2 separate regions of the Mus musculus genome follow, and region 2 is linked to region 1. Evidence: chromatin contacts called from public HiChIP or PLAC-seq data. All regions are on one chromosome and are shown on one strand. The core of a region is the stretch at or near the end of the contact, and the rest is flanking DNA. Distances in the headings are between cores, read along the strand shown.

Evidence for each region. HiChIP or PLAC-seq counts read pairs in DNA pulled down with a chosen protein or histone mark.
Region 2: an H3K4me3 HiChIP or PLAC-seq map of bone marrow-derived macrophages shows a contact between it and region 1, with 2.1 times the contacts expected there. The contact joins the promoter of Helq here to the enhancer-like site in region 1. A contact is called at or near these places in 5 of 39 promoter capture datasets (the C10 cell line, the HPC-7 cell line, hematopoietic stem and progenitor cells and 2 more), 1 of 15 datasets of contacts at CTCF or cohesin (large pre-B cells), 19 of 484 Hi-C or Micro-C datasets (the 3T3-L1 cell line, B cells, the C2C12 cell line and 16 more), 11 of 115 datasets of contacts at active chromatin or transcription factors (the 230-238 cell line, the HPC-7 cell line, the SCID.adh cell line and 6 more) and 5 of 9 other capture datasets (adipose tissue, bone marrow-derived macrophages, liver and 2 more).

Annotation. Positions count from the first base shown.
Region 1 is chr5:100,693,279-100,695,978 of GRCm38.p6, reverse strand. Hpse (heparanase) reads left to right here. Exons shown (of 12, transcript NM_152803.5): 5 at 324-492; 6 at 1,780-1,827. Among named protein-coding and RNA genes, the nearest start is that of Coq2, 20 kb to the right of the region's middle. Within about 2 kb of position 1,323, at least 4 of the 459 cell types and tissues checked have an H3K27ac peak or open chromatin away from gene starts, as enhancers often do. A contact at or near this core is called in bone marrow-derived macrophages, where this site is marked.
Region 2 is chr5:100,797,289-100,799,988 of GRCm38.p6, reverse strand. It overlaps Helq (helicase, POLQ-like), which reads left to right and starts at 1,389. Exons shown (of 18, transcript NM_001081107.1): 1 at 1,389-1,695. The coding sequence starts at 1,516. Mrps18c (mitochondrial ribosomal protein S18C) reads right to left here and starts at 1,230. Exons shown (of 6, transcript NM_026826.1): 1 at 1,129-1,230; 2 at 376-437. The coding sequence starts at 1,219.

The sequences.
Region 1 (2,700 bases), core at 74-2,573:
TCTGTTTGCTTGGGCCTCACTCGCTCCAGCCCAAAGATTTATTTATTATTATATGTAAGTACACTGTAGCTGTCTTCAGACACACCAGAAGAGGGAGTCAGATTTCATTATGGATGGTTGTGAGCCACCATGTGGTTTCTGGGACTTGAACTCAGAACCTTTGGAAGAGCAGTCAGTGCTCTTAACTGCTGAGCCATCTCACCGGCCACTTTCCTTACTTTTGATTCTAGGTTTTGTAATTTGAGAAATGCTTGTTGCTGTATGTTTGTGTTTAAAGAAAGACATTCAGGTAAGAGGTGAGTGTGAGACTTGCTGTCTTTCAGAGCCCAACAGTTTCTGGAAGAAAGCTCACATTCTCATCGATGGGTTGCAGTTAGGAGAAGACTTTGTGGAGTTGCATAAACTTCTACAAAGGTCAGCTTTCCAAAATGCAAAACTCTATGGTCCTGACATCGGTCAGCCTCGAGGGAAGACAGTTAAACTGCTGAGGAGGTAGGAACTGGGAATGTACAACTTTCTCTCTCTCTTTCCTTCTCTCTTCCTTCTTTCCTTCCTTCCTTCCTTCCTTCCTTCCTTCCTTCCTTCCTTCCTTCCTCCCTCCCTCCCTCCCTCCCTCCCTCCCTCCCTCTCTCTCTCTCTTTCTCCTTCCTTCTTTCTTTCTTTCTTTCTTTCTTTCTTTCTTTCTTTCTTTCTTTCTTTCTTTCTCTCTTCTCTCTCTCTCTCTCTCTCTCTCTCTCTCTCTTTCCTTCTCTCTCTTCTCCTCCTCCTTTCTCCTCCTCTTCTCCTCTTCTTCCTCTTCCTCCTCTTCCCCTTCCTCTTTTCCTTCCTCCTCCTCCCCTCCACTTCCTCCTTCTTTCTCTCCTCCTGCTTTCTTGGTTTTTCAAGACAGGGTTTCTCTGTTTAGCATCAGCTGTCCCGGAACAGGTTATATAGACCAGGGTGGCTTAGAACTCAGAGATTTACCTCTACCATCTGGATTCTGGGATTAAAGGTATATGTCACCACCACCTGGAGCCTTCTTACTTTTTTAATGCTTAAAAAAAATGTGTACTTAAAATTACCCACTGAACTGAGTTTAGATGGTCCTAATTTTGCTGACAACAACCAACGCATTGTATGAAGAGGCAGTCGAGCATGTGCCTTCTGTCAGGCTTAAGTAGGAGATTGCTGTGGGCCATATCGATGTCCAAGAGTTTCCTCTCAGCCTGTTTGATTTGACTCTTGCTGGTCTTGACATAAACAATGAGCTGGAGCGTGTTGATGAATTCTGTCTTCTCCATGAATGACTCAGAGGTCAGGGGAACCAGATGAGGGCAGAGGGATCAAGCTTGTTCCTCCTGGAGATGCTATCACTGAGGTATACAGACTGCCTCTGGAGCTTCGGGGTCTTGGGCAGTGGAAGGGGGGAGATGTGCAGCTCTTCTTTCAGTGGCCTTGGTTTTCAGTGGCCTTGGCTTTAGCTTCAGCTCTGAGCGGGACGGGGGTTTCCTTCTTAGCTTTTGCTGCTCTCTCAGCAAGAAAGCAGAACCACTTTTCTCCCATGGAGAAGCCCCAATAGTCCACACACTAGCAAACAGTTTGCTGCTTAATTATATGGGTTATCAAAAGAGGAACCATTGGCTTAAAATTCCAAGGAATCTGGAGCAAATGTCAAGTAGGATTAGGATGTTTGTGTTGCCTGAGGCTCACGGCATAATCAGCCATCTTCAGGGAAAACGCTATTCTGAAGCACGCGTTCGTTTGAGGGAACGTGACCTCACCACGGAACGTTTCTTCTAGTTTCCTGAAGGCTGGCGGAGAAGTGATCGACTCTCTTACATGGCATCAGTAAGTACTCACACTACAATATCCCGTTATTAATGTCAGTTTGTTTAATGCCCACCCCACCCCCATGCCTCAGTGATGTAATTATAGTTACATTACAAATGGGCTGGAGAGCTGGCTCAGCAGTTAGGAGCACCACTTGCTGTTCTTACAGAGGACTTGGCTTTGGGTCCTGGCTCACAACCATCTGTGTCTCCATTTCCAGGAGATCACTTTTCTGGCCTCCAAGGGCATTACACACACGTGTGCATATAACTCATACAGGCACACATTTACACACACACACACACAAATATAAGTTGGGTGTGGTGGTGTACATCTTTAATCTTTGCACTCAGGAGATCTCTGTGAGTTCAAGCCCAGCCTGGTCTACATATTGAGTTCCAGGCCAACCAAGGCTACAGGGTGAGAGACTGTGTCTCTAAATAAACAAACAATTAGCATCTCTCGCTCTCTTTTTAAATAAGGATTCTTTTTCTGATGTTGGTTTGGATTCTTGTTTTGATTTTTTGAGATAAAGACTCTGTGCAGTCCCCCCTCCTTTCTTTTTGGTTTTTTGAGACAGGGTTTCTGTGTGTAGCCCTGGCTGGCCTGGAACTTGTTCTGTAGCCCAGGCTGGCCTCAGACTCAGAGATCCACCTGCCTCTGCCTCCCGCGTGCTGGGATTAAAGGCGTGCGCCACCACCTCCTGCCAAAAGAATAAGAATTCTTAATGCTGAAAAGCTAATTCCAGTTATAGTTATTGTTATTTTTGCCTGGCTGCTGATTGACTTTTAAAAGTTCAAGTAATAAACAGGCAGCATTTCGAATGTCATTATGCAAAAAAATAATATTAATAAAACAAATGTAATGTTGTTTTAAATAATGTGGTAGTTC
Region 2 (2,700 bases), core at 140-2,639, 100 kb before region 1:
TGAAGAAGAATACATTACAGACTGAATCTAGGAATTCTCTACAAAACACAAGTGACTATAGTCAATAAAAGATAACCATTATTTTGTCCTATAATTGAATTCCAAATATTAAAAATTAGGCTGAATTTGGAAATGAATTAGTAATATGGGGGGAGGGGGACCTGGGGCTGGATAGGTGTCAGTGGTTAAAAGTACTCCCTAATGTTACTAAGTACAGGGTTTGAATCCCAGCACCCACACCCAGTGGCTCACGACCACCTCGTTCCAGCTCCAGGAGAATCCAATGCCCTCTTCTGGCTTCCACAACTCCCCTCCCCCACATACATACAAATAATAAAATAATGTCTTCTTTAAAAAAAGAAAACGAAATCTTACCAGGTCCTCATTGCTGGTTACCTGTTCAAACTGTGAAAAACATCGTCTCCAAATCACAGAAACTAAAGAGAAAATGGCGACAACACAATTGTTTTCATTCGCTGCATATCTAACCAAGATTTACGTTTTTAAAGATGCTAGATAATCAAAGGGCACAATATCAAACATTCTTTTCAATGATTAGTTAGCAACCTGTTAGATTTGGGACATAATAGGACTCAAAATGAGCGGTTCCAAAGGCTTTGGATAAAGGACATATATACTTCCTCTCCTATAAATTCTTTCTCATTTCTACAGTTACGGATTGAAATTCAAATATGTACAGAAACAACAGAATGGTACTGTCATTCCAAAGGAGAAATAAAAAGATTCAAGACATTGACAAAGAAGCATAAAACAAACAAACAAAAAAAGAGTTGACTACACCTTGGAGACAGGAGCCTAGATAGCATAACTGTTTCCTGAGAGGCTTCGTCCAAGCAGCGGATGGAAACAGATGCAAGAGAACCACAGCCAACAAGTGTCCAGAAAGTCTTATTGAGGAGTCGGGGCGATAGGTTTTTGTAAAGTGAATAAGTAACGGGGTAAAGTGGTTGACTACACCTCAAAGTCCTCTTCAGCTCTAGGAAACTAGTCTACGATGACTCGAGCCTCCCACTTATCTCAAACCTAGTTCTATTGAAATAGTCATTTTGCTAACGGCGAGGACCCCACCGACAATCAGCGGCTATAATGCTATGCCGGACGTTTTACCTGCTTGAGTTCCGCGATCCGTGAAGCAGCCAGCCGCGGTTGTCAAATTCTTCCTCCCTATACCACTGCACAGAGCAACCAGAGCGGCCATGGTTCTCCGCCCTTCCTCTTCCTTTCTATTTCCCTAAGCGCCCCGACAGGTCCTTTCTGGTGCTCTTCCCCTGTCTGCCCGGGATTCGACGCAAAGGTTCCGGCGCGAACGCGGCCCGGGTTTCAATGCACTGCACCTTTATCTTCCCGCGCTTCCCGGGCCGGAAGTCACGTGACCCGGGGCTGCGCTGCTGAGGGATGGAAAGCTGATGCTGGGTCACCTGCTGTCTCCAGAACGGCGCCACCGGCTCCGGGCTGCACCCAGGGCGGCTGTCGCAGGGACTCTGGGCCGTTGTCATGGAGGACGGCTGTCCCCGCATCCGCCGGCGGGTGTCTGTCCGCAAAAGGAACCGCGGCAACCTGGAGAACCTCCGTGCCTCCCCGACCCCGGCCGAGCTCCAGCCTGCCGAGGACACGGAGGACGAAGCTGCAGCCGGGAGCCGCCGCCGGAAAACCGGGAGCCCGGAGCACGCCCAGGTACAGCCCTGCTGAGTCCCCGCATCCCCGTTGACTCGCCCGGTCCTGTCATCCCAGGGGCTGCGGTGGCAACCGCGTGTCCCGCCCCGGGCACGGCTGCGCGGGAGGTGAAACCGCCTTCTTCCCAGGTGCACATCATGAGTAGCCTTAGCTCGCTCTCTCACCTTTGTTATCCTTTTATCTCCATCACTTGGGAGACACTGCTTAAACCCCCGACTTCTAGGTAGATGTCAAACCTACATGCTCCTTCCATCCCCTGTCATAAAAAGTATTCACGGGGCAATTAACTGGCTTGACAGAGAGAAAGCTAGCCTTCCAAATGGCTCGGCTCTACTTTACTGATAAAACATTTTTATTGATGACCCATTAATTGCTAGTTACGTTATTAAACTAGCCATATTATGTAGACTTTTACAACGGTAAGTGAGTCCAGGGAAGTTGAGAGACTAAAGTTGTGACTCAATAAATAATTATCACCTCCCAGTTTACATCTCTGTTCTGTAAGCCACCATACATGAGTGTGCACATGACTGTCTCAATTCCAAGTTCAGAACAGAATTTCATTGTAGTGTCTAGTGGAACATTGTAGTGTCTAATGGCACAATCATGATTTTGTAGCAGACCAGCTTCTACGTTAGTGCCTGGGCCGGAATTACCACAGTTATCAGAAGCATCTATTGAATCTTGGAGAGAGTTACTGTTCTTTCATTCTTAAGTGCTTTAGCATAGGTTTAAGAATTAAAATGCCAAAGACTGGGCGGTTAGGTTCAGCAGCGGAGCCTGGGGCAGGCCCTGGGCTCACATGGCAGCACCAGAATAAATAATTTAGAATTCCAGTATCACCCCTTGGGGGATGTATCTGAGTTGACAGAATGTTTGCTTAGAATGCCCAACACCCTGGGTTTGATCCCAACACCTCCTAAAACCAGGCATGGTGAGGCATTCAGGAAACAGGCAGGAGGATCAGGAGTGTGTAGCCTCAGTAAGGTGAGATCCTGTTCTGAC